Linked DNA regions of Mus musculus: all the other regions are linked to region 1. A link is a contact called in public Hi-C and HiChIP or PLAC-seq data. All regions are on one chromosome and are shown on one strand. Each heading gives the region's core, a stretch centred on a gene start, on an enhancer-like site or on the middle of the called end of the contact. The rest is flanking DNA. Distances are from core to core; before and after follow the strand shown. Region 1 overlaps Mnd1 (meiotic nuclear divisions 1). Region 2 overlaps Tmem131l (transmembrane 131 like). Region 3 overlaps Tmem131l (transmembrane 131 like).

Evidence for each region. HiChIP or PLAC-seq counts read pairs in DNA pulled down with a chosen protein or histone mark. A called contact is a pair of places that touch in the nucleus more often than the background predicts.
Region 2: a Hi-C map of bone marrow-derived macrophages shows a contact between it and region 1, with 30 read pairs. The contact joins two enhancer-like sites. A contact is called at or near these places in 3 of 15 datasets of contacts at CTCF or cohesin (CD8 T cells, the NIH/3T3 cell line and pro-B cells), 55 of 484 Hi-C or Micro-C datasets (the 3T3-L1 cell line, the C10 cell line, the C2C12 cell line and 29 more), 8 of 115 datasets of contacts at active chromatin or transcription factors (CD8 T cells, astrocytes, bone marrow-derived dendritic cells and 4 more) and 3 of 9 other capture datasets (adipose tissue, liver and pancreatic islet).
Region 3: a CTCF HiChIP or PLAC-seq map of CD8 T cells shows a contact between it and region 1, with 5 read pairs. The contact joins two enhancer-like sites. A contact is called at or near these places in 2 of 15 datasets of contacts at CTCF or cohesin (CD8 T cells and pro-B cells), 2 of 484 Hi-C or Micro-C datasets (the AML12 cell line and the STO cell line) and 1 of 115 datasets of contacts at active chromatin or transcription factors (bone marrow-derived macrophages).

The regions. Positions count from the first base shown.
Region 1 is chr3:84,124,714-84,127,521 of GRCm38.p6, forward strand. All of the region lies in intron 4 of Mnd1 (meiotic nuclear divisions 1), which reads right to left. Among named protein-coding and RNA genes, the nearest start is that of Mnd1, 30 kb to the right of the region's middle. Within about 2 kb of position 1,333, at least 60 of the 459 cell types and tissues checked have an H3K27ac peak or open chromatin away from gene starts, as enhancers often do. A contact at or near this core is called in CD8 T cells, bone marrow-derived macrophages and pancreatic cancer cells, where this site is marked.
Region 2 is chr3:83,914,468-83,917,275 of GRCm38.p6, forward strand. The region is part of intron 26 of Tmem131l (transmembrane 131 like); the gene reads right to left. Among named protein-coding and RNA genes, the nearest start is that of Tlr2, 74 kb to the left of the region's middle. Within about 2 kb of position 1,469, at least 33 of the 459 cell types and tissues checked have an H3K27ac peak or open chromatin away from gene starts, as enhancers often do. A contact at or near this core is called in bone marrow-derived macrophages and pancreatic cancer cells, where this site is marked.
Region 3 is chr3:83,987,083-83,989,890 of GRCm38.p6, forward strand. All of the region lies in intron 3 of Tmem131l (transmembrane 131 like), which reads right to left. Among named protein-coding and RNA genes, the nearest start is that of Tmem131l, 52 kb to the right of the region's middle. Within about 2 kb of position 1,424, at least 40 of the 459 cell types and tissues checked have an H3K27ac peak or open chromatin away from gene starts, as enhancers often do. A contact at or near this core is called in CD8 T cells, where this site is marked.

The sequences.
Region 1 (2,808 bases), core at 83-2,582:
GCCACCCTTGAGAAGGCTACCTCTAGATTCTTACCTCTGATAATGAATCCCTATTATGGAAGCCAATTTGAATTCCTTTTCTCCCATTTGTTTACTCATACATAAGAATGTCAGCAATAGAGCAAGAGAGGAGAGGGAGACATCTCAGACATTAAGATGCTGTACTGCTCTTCCTCAAGACCCAAGCTGCCTATAACTCCAGCTCCAGGAGACCTGACCCAATCACACCCATATACAAAGAATTAAAAGTAAAAATGCTATATGCTTTAAGAATGTTAATAGTATTTGGTTTTAAGTGAGTTATATACAAATTTATTTTGGAAAAATGCCAATGTGACTATTTTTAAAATATCAGGGCAATGTGAACTTCTGTAGCTTGGAAAATTCTTGCTTGCCAATGTCTCTCAGAGACAGATCTGAAGTAAGCTAACTGGGTAGAAAAAAATAGATGCATAACCTGTAAGACAGACACTACAAATATACTAACCAAGTTGTCTGTTTCTAAGTGCCTGGTGAGAGGGTTCTTAAGGCTAAGGAATGTCAGCTGGGCTCTTCAGAGACTCCATGCAGGTGTATTTAACCAGGAAAAAAGAACCTGTTGACACCAGCAGAGGTCTACACAAGCTGCAATGCAATTTGCAAGCTGAGATTATCTCAGGCAACCAGAATGAATTCAAACTTGAGAGGGCACTCTGTGGCAGTGCATACAGTCTTAATTTGCTGAAGTGACACCATAAACTTGGACAGAATTTACTAAAGTGTGTTTCATGGAACACTAATAGCTCAAGGAAACTGGATAAGGAAGACTTGCATATTTAAAGGCTCCAAGAATTCAAACTAGCTACTTGTGTGAACCCAGGGTTCCAAATTCTTTTGATTACAGAACCTCCTTTTCAGTAACACATTGCATCTGTTACTCAGAATCCTGTCAAGTATAATTCAGGCAAAATGGTAGAAAAATGAAATGATGAAGTTAAAAATACACACTTAATTGTTCCCACATAACATTCATTCCCAAAGCTAAGTTTTTTTTTTTTTTTTTTTTTAAAGTCAATATTACACCAGTGTTCCAATAATCCTGACTGTTTGGTGGAAATCATTTTCACTGCCATATGTTATCAGGCAGAAGGAAAGGGACTGTAGGGCAGGGCAAGACTCTTAGGCCAAGTGCTCAGCACTTAGGACTGAGCCCAGGCTCTGCTGAAGTCAGGCAGGGGCGCAGTGATTAATGTGTTTGTTCAGCACTTCGCAGATCTCTCTGCAGCTCAGTCACTGTGGTACATGCTACCAACAAAAGATGAGCAAGCTATAGTCCCTCCCCTGAAAGACTGCTTGCTGTGGTGGTTCTAACTCCACAAAGGCTTCTTCGTGCTACAGAGGAAGTGTGAATACAGTCTCTGTGGTGGTGACTGCTGTTGACTGTTGACCACAGGAAGAACGACTGTAAACCCTTTCCCCCTCAAGTTACTTATTTCAGGTGTTTTGTTAGATGGACATAAGTAACATCCTCAGTCACTCTTCATGACTGTGTGGACCACGCCACGTCACAGTGATGACATCAGTCATAATGCTTGCCACAGCAAACATTCACCAAACATTCATCAAACGAATTAACGGAGGTAGTGCCTGTCTTTATTTTTTTTTTTTTAAATTCTAGTTATCTACATAGTCCCAAAGTAGACTTACTCTTTGAAGACTCGATTTTAGCTGTAAAAATCTCTACATGCCTGTTTCTAAATACTGGCAGCGGCAGAGACTCCAAACTGAGAACATCTCTCACTGTCTCCAAAAGTAACAACGAAATCCAGCTTCATGTTCTTTACTTGTCAGAATGCAATGCTTCCTATACACCAACTCCTAGAAAGGCTGGCCTGGCCTAGCCTCCAAACAAGATTCCGAATAAGGAACTATAAAAGTTCTGGGGGAGCGACTTCCTAGGTCTTACCTGTCTCAGAAGCCATTGAATACTGCTATACAGCTGCTGCCATGCTAATTAAATTCTTATCTTTAAGAAGTCACATGTTTTAATTGCAAATTTAAAATATTGCTTTGACTTATAAAATGTAAATAAAGTGCATACAACATTTCCTACCCTTAATTTCTAAGAGTGCGACTCAGTACTGCCAGGCGCAGTCAGGTTGTTGTGACCTGTAATCTCCAGAACTGCTCATCTGTTCAACAAGACCTCCCTCCCCACCCCAGACCTCAGCAACGCCAGTTCCACTTTCTGTTTTGAGACTGGCTACACTTCATGTCCAATACAAGGGGAATTACCATAGAACATCCCCTGAAAGATAAATATACACACTGTACACATGGCATAGGAGCAAAATCCTGCCACACTCCTCACTTGGGCATAGACCCTCTCAGACTAAGTGGGGGATGGAGACAAGGTGAGAACCTCCTGAAGGTCTTGCTGCCCAAGCAGAGCCTCCTCCATGTGATGTGTCAGAGCCGCCATCCTTTATAAGGCTGAATGAAACCAGGATGATTGCTTTAAGAATTAACTTCAAGGCCATTCTAGACATTTAACAATTATTTTATTTTTAATTATATTAGGGGGAGGCTATTTGCTCTTGAGCCCAGGTGCCCTTGGAGGTCAGAGGTGTTGGATCCCCCTGGAGCTAAAGTTACAGGTGGTGCTAAGGTATGGGTGCTAAAACATAACTCAGGTGTTTGTAAGAACAGAATGAGTTCCTAACTGCTGAGCCATCCCTCTCCAGCCCCCTAACAATTTCTTTACAACTTTTAGGATACAGAGAAATGTCACTTCACTTGGGAGTTTCTTCAGATTACACACAGAGTCAC
Region 2 (2,808 bases), core at 219-2,718, 210 kb before region 1:
TTGCTTTCTTTTTATATTCTTTTAATCCTCCCAATATTAAATACATGATTTTTTTTTTTTACTCTAAATGTGTTTAAAAATATTGTAAGTCCCACACAGAAAGACCCGTTCTCCAGGCTTCTGTCTGATGGTCCACAGACAGGCACAGAAGAGACTACTCGGGCAGAACCACGGCTGCCAGCAATCACCGTTGTTTGTCACTAATTGCTGCTGGGGGAACTTTGTCTGTGTCCACCTTGACTGTAAGAGCCAACAAAGGCTTGTCAACTCATGCACTAAAGCCTTGCTGTCCAAGAACAAACACAGGTCAAGTGTTGGTCTTTAAATGGGGTCAGAGAGTGGGGGCTGGTCAGTGGTCACTAACATTTGTCTGCCTTTCAGAAATCAGCATGGTTGGAACAAACTGTCAGCCTGCACAACTGAGAGGTTTGTTCCAACCATGCTGATTTTGGATGGGTGTTTAAAAAAAACTTCCCTCTACCACTTAACTTTACACACGTACAAAGTGGAGGAAAATCATCTTTCCCTAGATAAAATAAAAAGATAACACAACTGTTTCCACCCAGAAGTAGTCCTGGATCCAAGTCCCATCACCCAAATCAACAACAACACCCCCAAACCAAACACCCTTGCTCATCTATCACATGTCCAATATTTTGCTAACTGGCCTAGGGGTATAGCTCAGAGGTAGGGCATGAGCTTATTAGCATGTGGGGGCCTTGAACCCAACAACAGAAGATTGTTGACACAAATGATGCTTCAGGGAGAATGAGGCCAGCTCATTCAACTGCCACCCAGGAGAAAGTCACCTGGAGTCACCCTCCTGGAAGGCAGCCTGACAATGAGGAAGCTGAACCAGTCAGTCCTGCCTGCAGCCATCACGGTGAGTCAGAACGAATCATTCATCACAGAGTTATTTATGAAGTGAAGAGGAGAGGCAGCCTGCAGAAGGAGGATGGAGTAGCATCTTCCCACTCAATACTCAACCACATGAGAAAATCAGGATTACAACTTCCATATACACGCAGTAATAGTTACTCTTAACTATCTTACACTAAAAAAAAGCTAAAGATCTCATTCAAAAAACATTACATTTTAGATACATAATACATCTCTCCCCCCTTTCCTTTTAATGTTTCTGTGATCAAAATTGCTTTTCTAAAACAAACAAACAAACAAAGCATTTAAGAGAAAATAAAAACCCAGAGCTAAGGCTTAGTCTATGGCTTCCAAGCCAGGTCTTCACCCTCCTTGTCAACAGAGAGAGCTAGTTGTCTGTGCACAACAGATTTATAGAAGCTATGAAGTCAGGCACTAAGAATGAGCAAGAAAAAAACCCTGCAAACTGCATGCACACAGTGCTCACCGAGGGCTGCTCCCTGAGTGACTCTCTCTAATGGACAGTGTGGTGCAGAAAGCTTCCACTGACCTGAAGGAACAAACCCACGGAATCAGGACACAAACACCGAGGCAATGACCAAGGTCAGCCACATGATGGCACCAGAATATCTACCTTGCAACCAAGGGCACATCCTTGGGTCCCAAAGTCCATTCTGAATTCCCCAAATCTTTGGTCCTGCAGTCTGCTAAGCAAGCTGCCAACACTGCGTGCAGATGGCTGAAAGCTGCACAGACCCAGAGTGTATGCAGGCACAGGACTGATCAGGGGCCAGTGAAGTCCTCAAATGATTTGATGGTTGAGATGAATGGGAGAAAATATCAAACCAAAACAAAAAACAAAAAAACCTCATAATGAAGGGGCAGCATACACAAGGCTCATCTGGCCCAAGGCTCATCTGGCACGGTGTAGGGTTCTGGTACATGTGTGTGGCAGAGGGAGCCAGCAGCATCACCTCTGCCTCTCAGGGCGACATGAGACCACAGGAACCTTGGCGTCATTGGCTCCATACTCAACTCCAAAACGTGGTTTCTGCGTCCCTTCCTGCATCTGTTCCTCTGCCTCGCATGCACCCCTACATCACCCAGTACTTAGATTCAGGCCACACCTTTGCTCATGCCGTAGAGAAAGTGTGACTGCAGACCTTGATTGTCACTCTGACCTACGTCTGGGATCAACTGAAGCCACAGAAGTTGGGCACACCTGTGAGGGATTTTCTTGATTGGATCACGTTAGGTAGCATCCCCTAAATCTGGGCCCTGCGATGACAGCCCACATAAAAGGACACGGGGAGAGGAAGCTCTTGCTCTCAATCTTGCTGCTGAATTCGTCTATTCAGACGCTATGCCCGGTATTAAATTCAACTCCTTCAGGATTCCAACACAGACTGAAAACCAGCAGCTGTCAAGGAGTCCTCTGGGACCCCAGCACTAGATTGGGACAGCAGGGATATTCACTCTCATGGACTAAACAACTCCAGGATTCTCAGACTGCACTGTGACACAGCCCTTGTTGGACTATATAGACCACATCTGGTAAGTCAGTCTAAATATAAACATATACTATATATGTGTATACATATGCATGCATGTGTATATATTCATATCCTCATTTTATCAGTTCATATATATTCATAATACATATATGTATACATACATAATGCATATGTGCATATGTATATAGAGAACTCTGAGTAATAAAGTCAGGCTACTACAGGTCCAGCTCCATAGAGGTAACCCCTATTCCTAACTCCTGCCTGGCAGTCCCAATATGGAGAGCTCAAGAGCCTTCCTGCCCATGTTTCCCTGTGGGTGCCTGCCTTTCAACCAGATGGGCTCCCTAGACACTCCCAGCTGTCGGCCCTGTTGGGTCCTTTTGGAGATTCTGCAGTGCTTGCTGCCTGCCTTCTT
Region 3 (2,808 bases), core at 174-2,673, 140 kb before region 1:
CCAGTAAGCCTCAACTATAATGCAGATCCCTTATGTATGTGCTTTTAAAGCACTCTCTCACTTCCGTTACTTCCTCTGGGTTGTCTTCTATTTCTCTTTGCTATGGAGAGACTACTCAGATTCAAGCTCTGTACCTGGCATCTCCTCGGTCTCTGATTTAGCTCAGAATGCAGAGTGTCTGGCTCTTTAGAAACTTTTCCAGTAAGCTGTCTCCTTCCAATTCCTGTCATTCCCCTATCAAAAACAGCTAAACAGATAGAACCAACATTCTCCTACATGGGAAATAGGTAAAAATTCCTATTATTAGAATGTATCAACATTCAACCAACATTTTTTGGCAGTAAATGGATACAAGACTAAAACAGAGTTCCTAAGCCTCACAGAGTTAGCAAAGATCTAAGGAAAATGAGTGAGACAGCAAGACTTCTAAATTTTGACACAAATATTAACTGGGAACTAGTTAGATTTGAAATACAAATGCAATCAGGTATTACTTAAGACAAGAGCGAGTGCAAAGTGTGGGCACAGGTTATATGGAAGAGGCATGGCGGGATGGGAGGTGTTAGGAGCTAATGACGAAATTCAGGCTAGAGACACAAGTGCAGACATGCATGTAGCTGCCCTTAAGCTCCTTAGCTTATTTTCCCTGGAAGGAACTACCTAGGGCTCAGATCTGGTTTTATTTGTGTTTGACTTAGGAATTCGCACTGCGGATTCAGTTCTCTCCTCTTCGGCTTTTCAGGTCTTTCAACCCACTCCCTTCCACAACCACAGGCTGTGTTTCTAAACCAGCGGTGCACACAGGTTTCCTCACTGTGCACATTCACTCTCAGTAAGTGGAAACACTCACAGTGCGTTACATTTCTCTTCAAGTTACTGAAAGTGAAAGGGGTACACCCACAGAATCTACTGGTTTACATGGAAAGTTTACTTTCATTTCTTTTGTACAAGAATCCCATCCCACCTACCACATTTCAAAATTTCCTTAAACAGAAAATTCTACATAACCAGTCATCTCTTTTACTACTGCAAAGACAGGTGGCTCTATTTGGAAAAGAAAATTTCCATTTTCTAAATTAAAGTCCAAGTTCACACACTCTGAGTTAAGTGTCATTTCTCCCAAGAACCAAGACAAAATTAAACATAAAAATGATTCCAGAGAAACAACTGGTGAGTGTTTTCTGGACCTTCTGACAGCTGACTGGATGTCTGTCCTTCCTAGCCAGACTCTACAGGACAGCTGGCTCCCAGAACAGTGCAAAACTCTGAAGCCCGCTGTGACCCACCACATATACAGCTGGATGGACACCACTGCCAGTGGCCCTCTCCTGGCCTGAGTCTAAGCAGCCAGCCCACACTGGAGGGCTGTGTCCATTTGTCTTGGGGGCTCTGAAAGTGAGCCACATATGGAGCTTTTCAGAGGAACACACGGTGAGGGGATCAGCAAGGAAGCTGCCTGGCAAGACCACACAAGAAGGAGAGCAGCTAAGGAGTCGAGGCGGCTAGCTCCTCTGTCAGAGGTAAACACCTTCCTCCTTTACCGCCTCTCCAACTTAACAGCTCTTCTCACCCCTCGCTAACTGTTCCTCAGTGTTGACTGCCCTACGCTTCCACCGTGAAATGGCTTATGGGCATTCCGGACTGCTCATTCTACTTTAAAACATGTCACACAGTTTTTCTAGTAACTGAAAAATGACGCATCAAACATCAAGCTTATGTTTGCAACCCACAGAGTCCATCAGTGCCAACTGCTGGAAGCTCACACGCACCCCTGCTCTGATCCCATCCGATCCGGCTTCCACCTCAGCACGTTCCCATCTTACTACTAAGTCTCCAGCCTGCAGAGGCAAGCTGCAACCTAGACGGTCTGATGCCAAGCCGCTCTGCACTGTGGATGTCGGTCAAGCACTCGATGCACTGTGTCTTTCATCACAGCAAAAATCTTAGGTTGAGAGTGTTAGAGAAACAGCCACTCTCAAACTAACAAGACCAAAACCAAAGAAGCCCCTCAAGGCTAAGAAAACACGGCTTCAAAAGGAGGAAGCTGAAGAGAAGCAGAGGCAAGGTGGTCTTCGAAGGCCTGTAAGATCAGCTTGTGAGCAGAGGTCACAACCCAATATTGCAGAGTACACCTCCACCTTGGAGCCAAGAGCCTGAGATTACAGGCGGATCAGACACTGCTTAGGTCCATGTGTCCAGTACTTTCCCTGAGGTACTCAGCTTAGTTTCCAGAAACACAGAAAGAGGCTCCCAGACTCTGATGCGCTGGACAGAAGCCATGAAACTATTCAGAAAAGCCATGACGAGAGGTAGGCACTAAAGGGAGGAGGCTTGTAAGGGTGGGCCACATCACTCATCTAGCTGGTCCAGCCCGGTTTTAAAGGATGAGAAGAAACAACTAGCAGTGAGTCCTCAGTTCTTCATGTCAGAGGTGTAACTTGGAAGAGTTTGGCCTGACATTACAAAAGGGACCTTTGACCTTTCCATAAGAGGCAGATAACCTCACTCATCCAACTCTAACTGAGCACTACAGTGTGCTGAGTGCGCCGATGTCTAGGGCCCTGTCCTCACAAAGAGGACACAAAGATAAAAACGCACAATGCAATAAACAGTGGCTTTCTCTTAAGAGCCTAGAGCCTGATGATAAACTGTAATTACCATAACTTCTGCCACCAAATCCATGGCCCACTCACTCCATGTTTTCTTAGCCTCTAATATCAACTATCAACTTTAAAATCAGTGCCTGTCACAGCATGCTAGCTCCCTACAAGCCTAGCAGTCTCAGCAGGAGTAGTGAGCTTTAGCTGG